3 separate regions of the Sus scrofa genome follow, and all the other regions are linked to region 2. The links are chromatin contacts, called in public HiChIP or PLAC-seq maps. All regions are on one chromosome and are shown on one strand. The core of a region is the stretch at or near the end of the contact, and the rest is flanking DNA. Distances in the headings are between cores, read along the strand shown. Region 1 has its middle 56 kb from the start of GTDC1. Region 2 has its middle 180 kb from the start of ZEB2. Region 3 has its middle 32 kb from the start of GTDC1.

Region 1 (2,915 bases), core at 294-2,793, 360 kb after region 2:
TACTGGGAGAGCACTGAGGAAATGTATGGTCTGGTTATATCATGGGAACCTTCACAAAGGAGGTGATTTTAGTGTTGCCTCTGGAGGAGTAATTAATGTTACCTTGTAGACTATGGAGAGTCAGCATGAGAAACTACATAGCCAAGGGACCAGAATTGTAAAAGAGTAAGTCATGTTAGAAAATAAGTATTTTTTTATGGCTGGGCTGAAAGTTTATGCTAGGGGTGGGGGTTAGGAAGCAGAGAATAGACCATAGACATTTGCATTTGTCATGCTAACTATTTGAGATTTTAACTTGTGGCTATTACAGAGATACTGGAAAGGTAAAGATAGAGCAGGGCTTTGACGAATTGGCATCCTGGAAAGATTTCTCTGGAGAAGTGATGGGCATAGATCAGATTGTCTGGAAGTAATCACGTCAGGAGGGCCACTGCAACTGTCCAGAAGAGATCCTAAATTAAGACTGATAATGAAAATCTAGTGGAGAAAAAAAATTAGAAGGTAGATTCCCCTTGACATGTTAACCAACTGAAGTCAAATAAAGAGGGTGTGTATGTGGCATTGGGGAGAGTGAGAAAAAAGGATGAGGATGAGACCCTAAAGAAGGCTTACCTGTAGGGAACAGGGGAGTAGACAGGTAGAAGAAAAACCATTTGCAGAGGGAAAGGAAAAGCTATAGAACTAGGAAAGCATGGTATTGGGAAGTCAATATCATCTCCAACGACTTCTGTATGGAGTTTCAATAGAGTGGAATTATCCACCAACAAAAGTTCATTTTTTTCTTTAGACATATATGTATTTTTTTCACTCTGCAACTAGTAGGGCTTAATACTGATGAAACAAAACCGAGGGCTGCTGTTTTTCTCTGAGCCTCTTCCCAGGCCTCTGCTCCAGCAAGACCAAATTTATCCCCACTGTGGTGCTCTGGCAGGTCAGAAGACTGGAGAGAGAGGTAAGTGAAGGATACAACTAGATGTTTCATGTTGGTCCACTTAGCTCTCATGACAGTGGGACAAAATCCAGGCCCTCTCTGTGCTTGTTGGCAGATGAACAAACTAGAGGGAAGGCCTCTCTGAGGAGGTCTGGGGACTCTAGCAGGGAATAACTGGAATAGGTGGGAGTAAGCTTGCTTGAAGCTCTTGTACGCGGTTACAAAGTGGGACTGTGACGCTCATGAGGTGAAACTCTTGGTCTAAGCTCTCAGATCTAATGTGAGAGTTTCAGCTTTATCATTTTCTTTGTCTCTCTAGGCCTTTGCCTTAGCAAATGATTCTTATTAAAAACTGAGTATCTAAATTCTCACTTGGAAATTGAAATGATAAGTAAACAACTTCCTATTATCTTCAGCCTGCTTCACTTGAATTTGCCTACCAAGCATTCATTCTCTCTTCTGGTATCAACACCTGACTTTTCTTTGGGAAACCACCTCTGCCTCATTGCATATCGGTTGGTGAGACTGCTAGTTTTAAGAAATCCTGCTGTGCCCTAGCCGAGGAGTAAGCACATGGCGTAAGCACTAAGACTCTGAGCAAATCAGAGTGAGACAGAGGTGGAAAACATGTGGAGCTGACTCATCACAATGGCAGTGCTTTCATGAGACTGTTCACAAGGTTCTGCTCCAAGGAACTTTCTTCTCTAGAGTATCTGATTCTTATTCTTTTCTTTTTCAGGCTAAGATTTAAACCTTTCCTCCCAGTCATTTACTTTATAATTGGCTTTATTTGGACAAATTTGGTTTTCTGTATTTTTTAATTGGCTTTATTTGGACAAATTTGGTTTTCTGTATTTGCAAACAAAGGATTGCAGGAAAAACATTCTAGAAATTACCTAGTAGATTACTCAATGTAGTTATAGCTAGATTATGGGTTCATTTTATTTTTTGTTAATAAATTACAGGCTTTTTTTTTTTTTTCTTTTTAGGGCTTTTTAGGGCATATGAAAGTTCCCAGGCTAGGGGTTGAATCAGAGCTACAGCTGCCAGCCTACACCACAGCCACACCAATATGGATCCCAGCTGCATCTGCGACCTGCACTACAGCTCACAAATATGCAAGATCCTTAACCCACTGAATGAGGCTAGGGATTGAACCCACATCCTCAAGGATACTAGTCGGGCTCATTACCGCTGAGCCACCTCCTAAATTACAGTATTTTTACATGCTACAAAACTTTGGAATTTGAGCAAAACACTAATCTAATTTTCTTGTATCATGCCAACTGCAATGCAGAATTCAGAAATAGTGTAAGATTCTAAATAACACACCATGCCCAGAGAGAGGCATAGGCAGGGGCCCAGGGTATGCTAAAAATAACCTAATCCAAGTATAGGATTTCTTTTGCTAATTGAGGAGATGCCTATAAAGGATAAAAGAGTAAAGTAAAGATAAAAAGCAAATAAGAAAATGCTAATAGCTAACATATAGTTGACTTAAGGGATGTGAGAATAGATATTTTAAACAAACTTAGGTGTGATGATTGTGTTATAATTATGTAAGAAAATATTCTTTTTATTTTTTGAGATACACTGTTTTATTTAAAAGTGAAATAACATGACATCAGGAATTTCTTTAAAAGTCTTTCAGCAATAGAAACAATATCATGGAGTTCCCGTCGTGGCTCAGCTGTAACAGACCCCACTAGGATCCATGAGGAGCAGGTTCAATCCCTGGGCTTGCTCGGTGGGTTAAGGATCTAGCAATGCCGTGAGCTGTGGTGTAGGTTGCAGACGTGGTGCGGATCCGAGTTACTGTGGCTGTGGTGTAAGCCTGCAGCTGTAGCTCTGACTGACCCCTAGCCTGGGAACTTCCATATGCCATGGGTGTGGCCCTAAAAACAAAAAGAAAAAAAAAAGGGAAAAAAAAAGAAACAATATCAGAGAAATCATAATAACTGAAAGAAAAAGGGTAGCAAACATG
Region 2 (2,883 bases), core at 280-2,779:
AAACCCACCTGAAAAATAATGAATGTATGTGTATGCATAACTGATTCACTTTGCTGTATACCCCAAACTAACACAACTTTGTAAGTCACCTCTCTTCCAATAAAATTTTAAAGAAGGAATGCCTATCATTGCTCACATGAGGATGGTAGTTGCATGATTCATGACTTCAGTCTCTTTTTTTGTTTGAAACTCTGACTCCATTCATCACGAAATTTACAAGTGAACTTGCAAACTGAATAAAACAGAAAACTACATAATGCCTTAATAATGGAATGATTTTTGGCATGCACTAGTTGTCTCTTCTCCATGGGTTCTGCTGGTCCCCCTCATCATTACCACCAGTAAAACACTAAACCACCACATTTTCTGTCTGACATCAAATCTATGATATCCTTCCTACATCATAATACTCAAATCAAACTGGTTTCCAAAAGGGATGTCTCCAGGCTGTGCCAGTCATCCAGGATCTTTCTGGTCAGGATCCTGAGACTCTGATTTAGCCTTGTGCTCTCCGAGCATGCAAAAATACAGCCATAGAGAGCTGAGCCATGCTTCTCCATGTGGGCTGAAGTTTCCAGGTGGCCCGTGTGTGTTATGATTATGCCTGGCCTCAAATAAAAGCAAATTGACAATCCCTCACCTCCCTCAAGACAGTGCCAATTTTTAAATAAAATGTCTAGTGGTGATTTATTGCCAGTGCAAACTGCCAGACTGGCAGCCCCATTTACCTACTAAGCAGGCAAATCAGTAAAAGCTATGTCAACCTTGCCCAGTTTCCCCAAGTATGTTCTAGAAGGCATTCCAAATTTCATGTGTATTCTGTTACTAGATTTCTTGTTTGTGTGCATTAGAAAACAAAATACCTAGCTGACCTGACTGACTTCAGAGAGTCATCATTCTTCCCTTGAGAGTATCCTGGGATCATCCAAGCTTATTTTCCATAGATCACACACCCTTACATTTAGATAAGAATTGTTGACCCTTAATCACCTGGCTAGAATATCAAATGGGGCTGCACAACTGAAAGAATTTCTTTCCTGCTTCTAATATCATCTCAAGGGCATGTTTCCTACCACTTCCCCAAGGACCCAACACCTGCCCTGGAGATTCTCAAGAGATATCCCTCACTTATTCCTCTCCAGCTTATAAATAACAGCACCTGTGGGGCTAAGTATAATTTTTTAAATGCTGAGCTAGGGGTGTTTTTTGGGGTTTTTTGTTGTTGTTTGTTTGTTTGTTTGTTTGGCTCTGTCCATCCCTATTATCCCATATTAAACGGATCTCTATTTTTGCCAGAATAACATGCTTGAGATTTTTACATTTCTCTTGTCAAAAGCCCTTCTTTCTATTTGAATAGGAATAGCAGTGCAAAGAAGACTGGGCTACATATAACTTATTTTAAAAGAGAAGGGGGAAAAAAAAAAAAAAAAACAGAGCCATCAATTCCTATTTCTTTAAGGTTACAGACAGCCTACTCTGACGAATGAAACCTCACCCAGTCTTACTTAAGCTGCCCAGAGTGACTAGTTATCAAGCCAATGAGAAGAAATCATTTATGTCTCTTCTTGATGCCTCCGTGTCATTGTACACGAAGTGCAGAGCCGTCTATATTTCATCAACCACTTTCTTCATGTATTATTTAATAAAATGTTTAGAGCATGCCTAATTACAAACATTTATTATAGAATCCAACCCTGGAAATGTGTGAGAATGTGCTAAATTGTTTCCTACCTAAAGTTTTAATGAGAGTATAATACCTCCGGCCCATATGCTTCAAGAACGTTATCCTTAATTATGTAACATGGGTATTTTACTGATATCTGTTAACTGCTCGAGCAGCTGTGGTTTTCTGCTTTTTTGCACAGCTCGGGAGGAGCAGTGAGTTCAGTTTCCCCTTTTTGGGGGGTTGCAAAATCCATACCCCAAACAGGTGTGTGCAATCACGAACCGCAGTGATGAACCCAAACTGTTGCCTTTCTAAAAATTCCACCAGCCGGTGACACATGCCAGTCAAGGTTGCACAACCTTGTTTTCCACCGGTTATTTTGATGATTCATTCCCCCATGGGGAGGTGAATTTCAGCTATTGTTCCTTAGCTCCTGTTTCTGATAACTAGAGGAATCACTTCCTCATTTTGATGATTTCTCTCTCTCTCTTTCCCTCTCTTGGTCATGCTCTTGCTGCCTCCTTGTTTCTTTTTTAAATTGAATTTAGATCCTTGGGAAGGTGCTGCCTGAAATGGCTATTCTCTTCTTCACAGACAAGGACTAGGAGAGGTGAAGCTAAAAGAAACACATTCACCTTAAGGAGAACTCTTCAAGTTGTGATTTTATTGCAATGAATTTACCTGGATGATATGTAACTATAAATCAACCATTCATTAAAAATAGAACAGCTCATAGCAATAAGTTAATATTGTCTGCTTTCAAATAATGACCTTGGAAAACTGTACATTGCTTCTATCGATTGCTTAAGACATGACTGTGGAATTGCAATAAAAACATCTCTCATATCGCTTTGAATTTCAAATGTGGCAAATCGTCCTCTTTAAAAGGTGGGTTTGATCTCTCCAAATATCCGAAGTTTATCCAGAGACAAGTCTAGTGGTAAATTGGTCAAGTCCTTTTTTTAATAAAAATAATTTTGATCATTAAATAATAAAATTAACTCTTTGTGAGGAATAAAAAATGAATCTAAAAATAATTTCAAAAAAGGAGATACAAAACATTTTGAATAGTAACAAATATCACTGAATTAAATGTAGTCTCCCTAACATGACTTCTCTGTAAATATTATATGCTTGCTAAAATTATACAATATTATTTCATCTTCACATCTTGGTTTTTCTAGGAGCAACTCAAATAATTTATTTTTTTTCTTCTT
Region 3 (2,700 bases), core at 68-2,567, 380 kb after region 2:
AGTATTAATGTGTACTTCCTTTTTTCTCACTACATATTTGTCTGGGGCTATTTTTTAAAAATATAGTTCAGTCAAAACAGTGTATCACAGTGGGCTGTGTGTAGAAGCAGATAAGAGAATCTAGCTGTCTTCTGTTAAGTTAGACATGAACGAAATTTGCAAAAGTTATGAACGGTATCATTTTTATCACTAAGCTTTTTTGTGTAAGAAATAATTTTTCATAAATTATTTACTGTATTAAATGTCATGAAAATATAAAGTGAATCAATATTTAAAATTTTCTCATTAATTCCTAATGTGGTTAATATTGATAATTATAACTCATATTGACAAAAACTCTTGAGAGTCCTCAATTTTAAGAACACAAAGGAGTCCTGATACTAGGAAGTTTGAGAACTGTTTCTTTAAGATGAATAAAGTTCTCAAGTTTTAATCTTTTGACTATTTCTTTGGAATATGGACAACATCTCTTTAGTTTCTTTTCCTGGTTGTAAGGGTATGTCACAGGAGTTCTCCGTCATTTCCCATGCAGGCAAAGGTGTTTTTATAAAGATTTTCATTTTTATTTAAGATTGACGCTACCTACTTATATGGTTGCCTTGAAGAATTGAGATTGTGGTCAGTGGTCATTCCAGTCAGTGTATTCATTATTGATACCACTCTTTTGGTTGTGAGCTATTCATGCAGTTTTAAGACCTGTTCACCATAGCAAGCTACTTCAGGGTTGTAGTGAAGTTCATTTTGCTGAAAATAAACTGCTATTTTCTCTGAAGTCTTTATACTACGCTAATCTGTCTACTGTAAAGTCTTCCTGACATTTCATAGCTATTTTCTAGAAAATCCACAACTTATGAGTGAGTTTGTGAATTAGTCATTTTTGCAACAATATAATATGAATTACAGATGGGTTCTATAGTGCCATTAATAGTATAGGAATAGCCTTGTTGTGGACTATTAACAGCTTTCTGTGGGGAATTATATTCTGAATTATACTCTTAGAAGTCTAGCCAGATATATTACCCCATTGCAGTGCAACAGTGGCAAGAAACCCCCTTTTCCCGCTTACAATAGAAATGAATGTTAAAGCTTGACTAGAAGCAAGAGAGACATTGTGAAGCAATGTTCTGGAGGTGCAGTATCCTAGGCACCTAGGATAACCTAAGTGGGTAGAAGGGGCAACAGTCTCAGATGAAGCAGTTATGGTGGAGGGAAAAAGGAGAAGGGATGTTTTGGATGCTGCTTGGGGGTGATATATTCCCTTTTACAGCAGTTGCTAAAAAATAAGAAGTGGTTAGTCCTAGGTTGGGAAATCCATTTATAGAGTTTTGTTGTGTTGTGCTCCTCTGTTTGGTTATTGCATGAACTGAGCTCAAGAAATAGAAGGCAATTGCAGAGGTTGAACTTATGGATTTATAGGCCAAAGGTTTTAATGTAAAAGGCAGTTGATGAACTTCAGAGGTATTTATGATCAGAAAGAGTAGTGGAAGCCAGGAGAGTGGTGGAACATGCAAGCTATTCACAGGGACCCCAAACAGATTCATGTTGTAGAGTGATTGTTAGGGCAGGCATAGAACTGATAATCAGCTGGCACAGTTCAGTCAAGGAGTGCTGTGACTCATCCTGCTGCCCTAGGGTCTCTAATAGGAAATATAGACTTTTAAGAGAGGTGTCCCACAGGAAGCCTGTTATGGAGAATGGTGGATATAAAGCAGAAATCCAGAACCAGAAGAACTTGGGGACTCAGAGAAGACCAGCTTTGGAGAACTAGAATTTAACTTGAGGTTGAGCTTGTTTTCTTCCTTCTCAAGAGCATTGTTGACCCTTTGGATTGAGGCAAGGCTGAGCTAAAGTGGAAAGCAAAGTGACTATAGTTAGCTGTCTACACTGAAGTGACACACCTGCCTGAGAAATATTTGTTAAACCAACTGATGAAAGTATGGCAGGGGAACAACTAGGTCGTCACACCCACGTTCTTCATGTAGCAGACACTTGGCATCATATAACCTAACCACTAAATACTCTCTAAGCCAAGGGTGAGCAAACTTTTTTTTTTTAAACAATTTTTAAAGGAAGTTCCTATGTGGTACAGTGGGTTAGGGATCCAACATTGCTGCAGCTGTGGCGCAGGCTGCAAATGTAATGCGGGTTTGATATCTGGCCCGGGAACTTCCAAATGTCACAGTTGCAGCAAAAAAAAAAAAAAAAAAAAAAAAAAAAAAGCACCAGATAGTAAATATTTTAACCTTTATGGGTGGCATGGTCTCTGTTGCACCTACTTAAGTCTGTCATTGTAGTGTGAAAACAGCCATAGAAAAATACATAAATGAATGAGCAGTTATGTTTCAATGAAACTTTATGGAGACTGAAAATTGAATTTCATATAATTTTCACTTGTCATAAAATATTACTCTTTTTATTTTATTTTATTATTTTTGGCTGCACCCATGACATACGGAAGTTCCCAGGCCAGGGATCAAATTCAAGCCACAACTCAACCTATGCCACAGATGAGTGAATGCCAGATTTTTAACCCACTGTGCTGGACCAGGGATTGAATCTGTGCCTCCACAGTGACCTGAGCTGCTGCAGAGACAACACTGGTTCCTAACCCACTATTCCAAAGCAGGAACTCTTGTTAGTCTTTTAAAGAAACTTTTTTTCAGCTATTAATAAATATAAAATCTGTCTTTAGATTGTGGC

What was found. HiChIP or PLAC-seq counts read pairs in DNA pulled down with a chosen protein or histone mark.
Region 1: an H3K27ac HiChIP or PLAC-seq map of alveolar macrophages shows a contact between it and region 2. The contact joins two enhancer-like sites. A contact is called at or near these places in 1 of 47 Hi-C or Micro-C datasets (epiblast stem cells) and 1 of 2 datasets of contacts at active chromatin or transcription factors (alveolar macrophages).
Region 3: an H3K27ac HiChIP or PLAC-seq map of alveolar macrophages shows a contact between it and region 2. The contact joins two enhancer-like sites. A contact is called at or near these places in 1 of 47 Hi-C or Micro-C datasets (epiblast stem cells) and 1 of 2 datasets of contacts at active chromatin or transcription factors (alveolar macrophages).

What each region holds. Positions count from the first base shown.
Region 1 is chr15:7,671,453-7,674,367 of Sscrofa11.1, forward strand. No RefSeq gene overlaps it. Among named protein-coding and RNA genes, the nearest start is that of GTDC1, 56 kb to the right of the region's middle. Within about 2 kb of position 1,544, at least 6 of the 83 cell types and tissues checked have an H3K27ac peak or open chromatin away from gene starts, as enhancers often do. A contact at or near this core is called in alveolar macrophages, where this site is marked.
Region 2 is chr15:7,315,077-7,317,959 of Sscrofa11.1, forward strand. No RefSeq gene overlaps it. Among named protein-coding and RNA genes, the nearest start is that of ZEB2, 180 kb to the right of the region's middle. Within about 2 kb of position 1,530, at least 5 of the 83 cell types and tissues checked have an H3K27ac peak or open chromatin away from gene starts, as enhancers often do. A contact at or near this core is called in alveolar macrophages, where this site is marked.
Region 3 is chr15:7,695,479-7,698,178 of Sscrofa11.1, forward strand. It overlaps a transcript of GTDC1 not described here. Among named protein-coding and RNA genes, the nearest start is that of GTDC1, 32 kb to the right of the region's middle. Within about 2 kb of position 1,318, at least 3 of the 83 cell types and tissues checked have an H3K27ac peak or open chromatin away from gene starts, as enhancers often do. A contact at or near this core is called in alveolar macrophages, where this site is marked.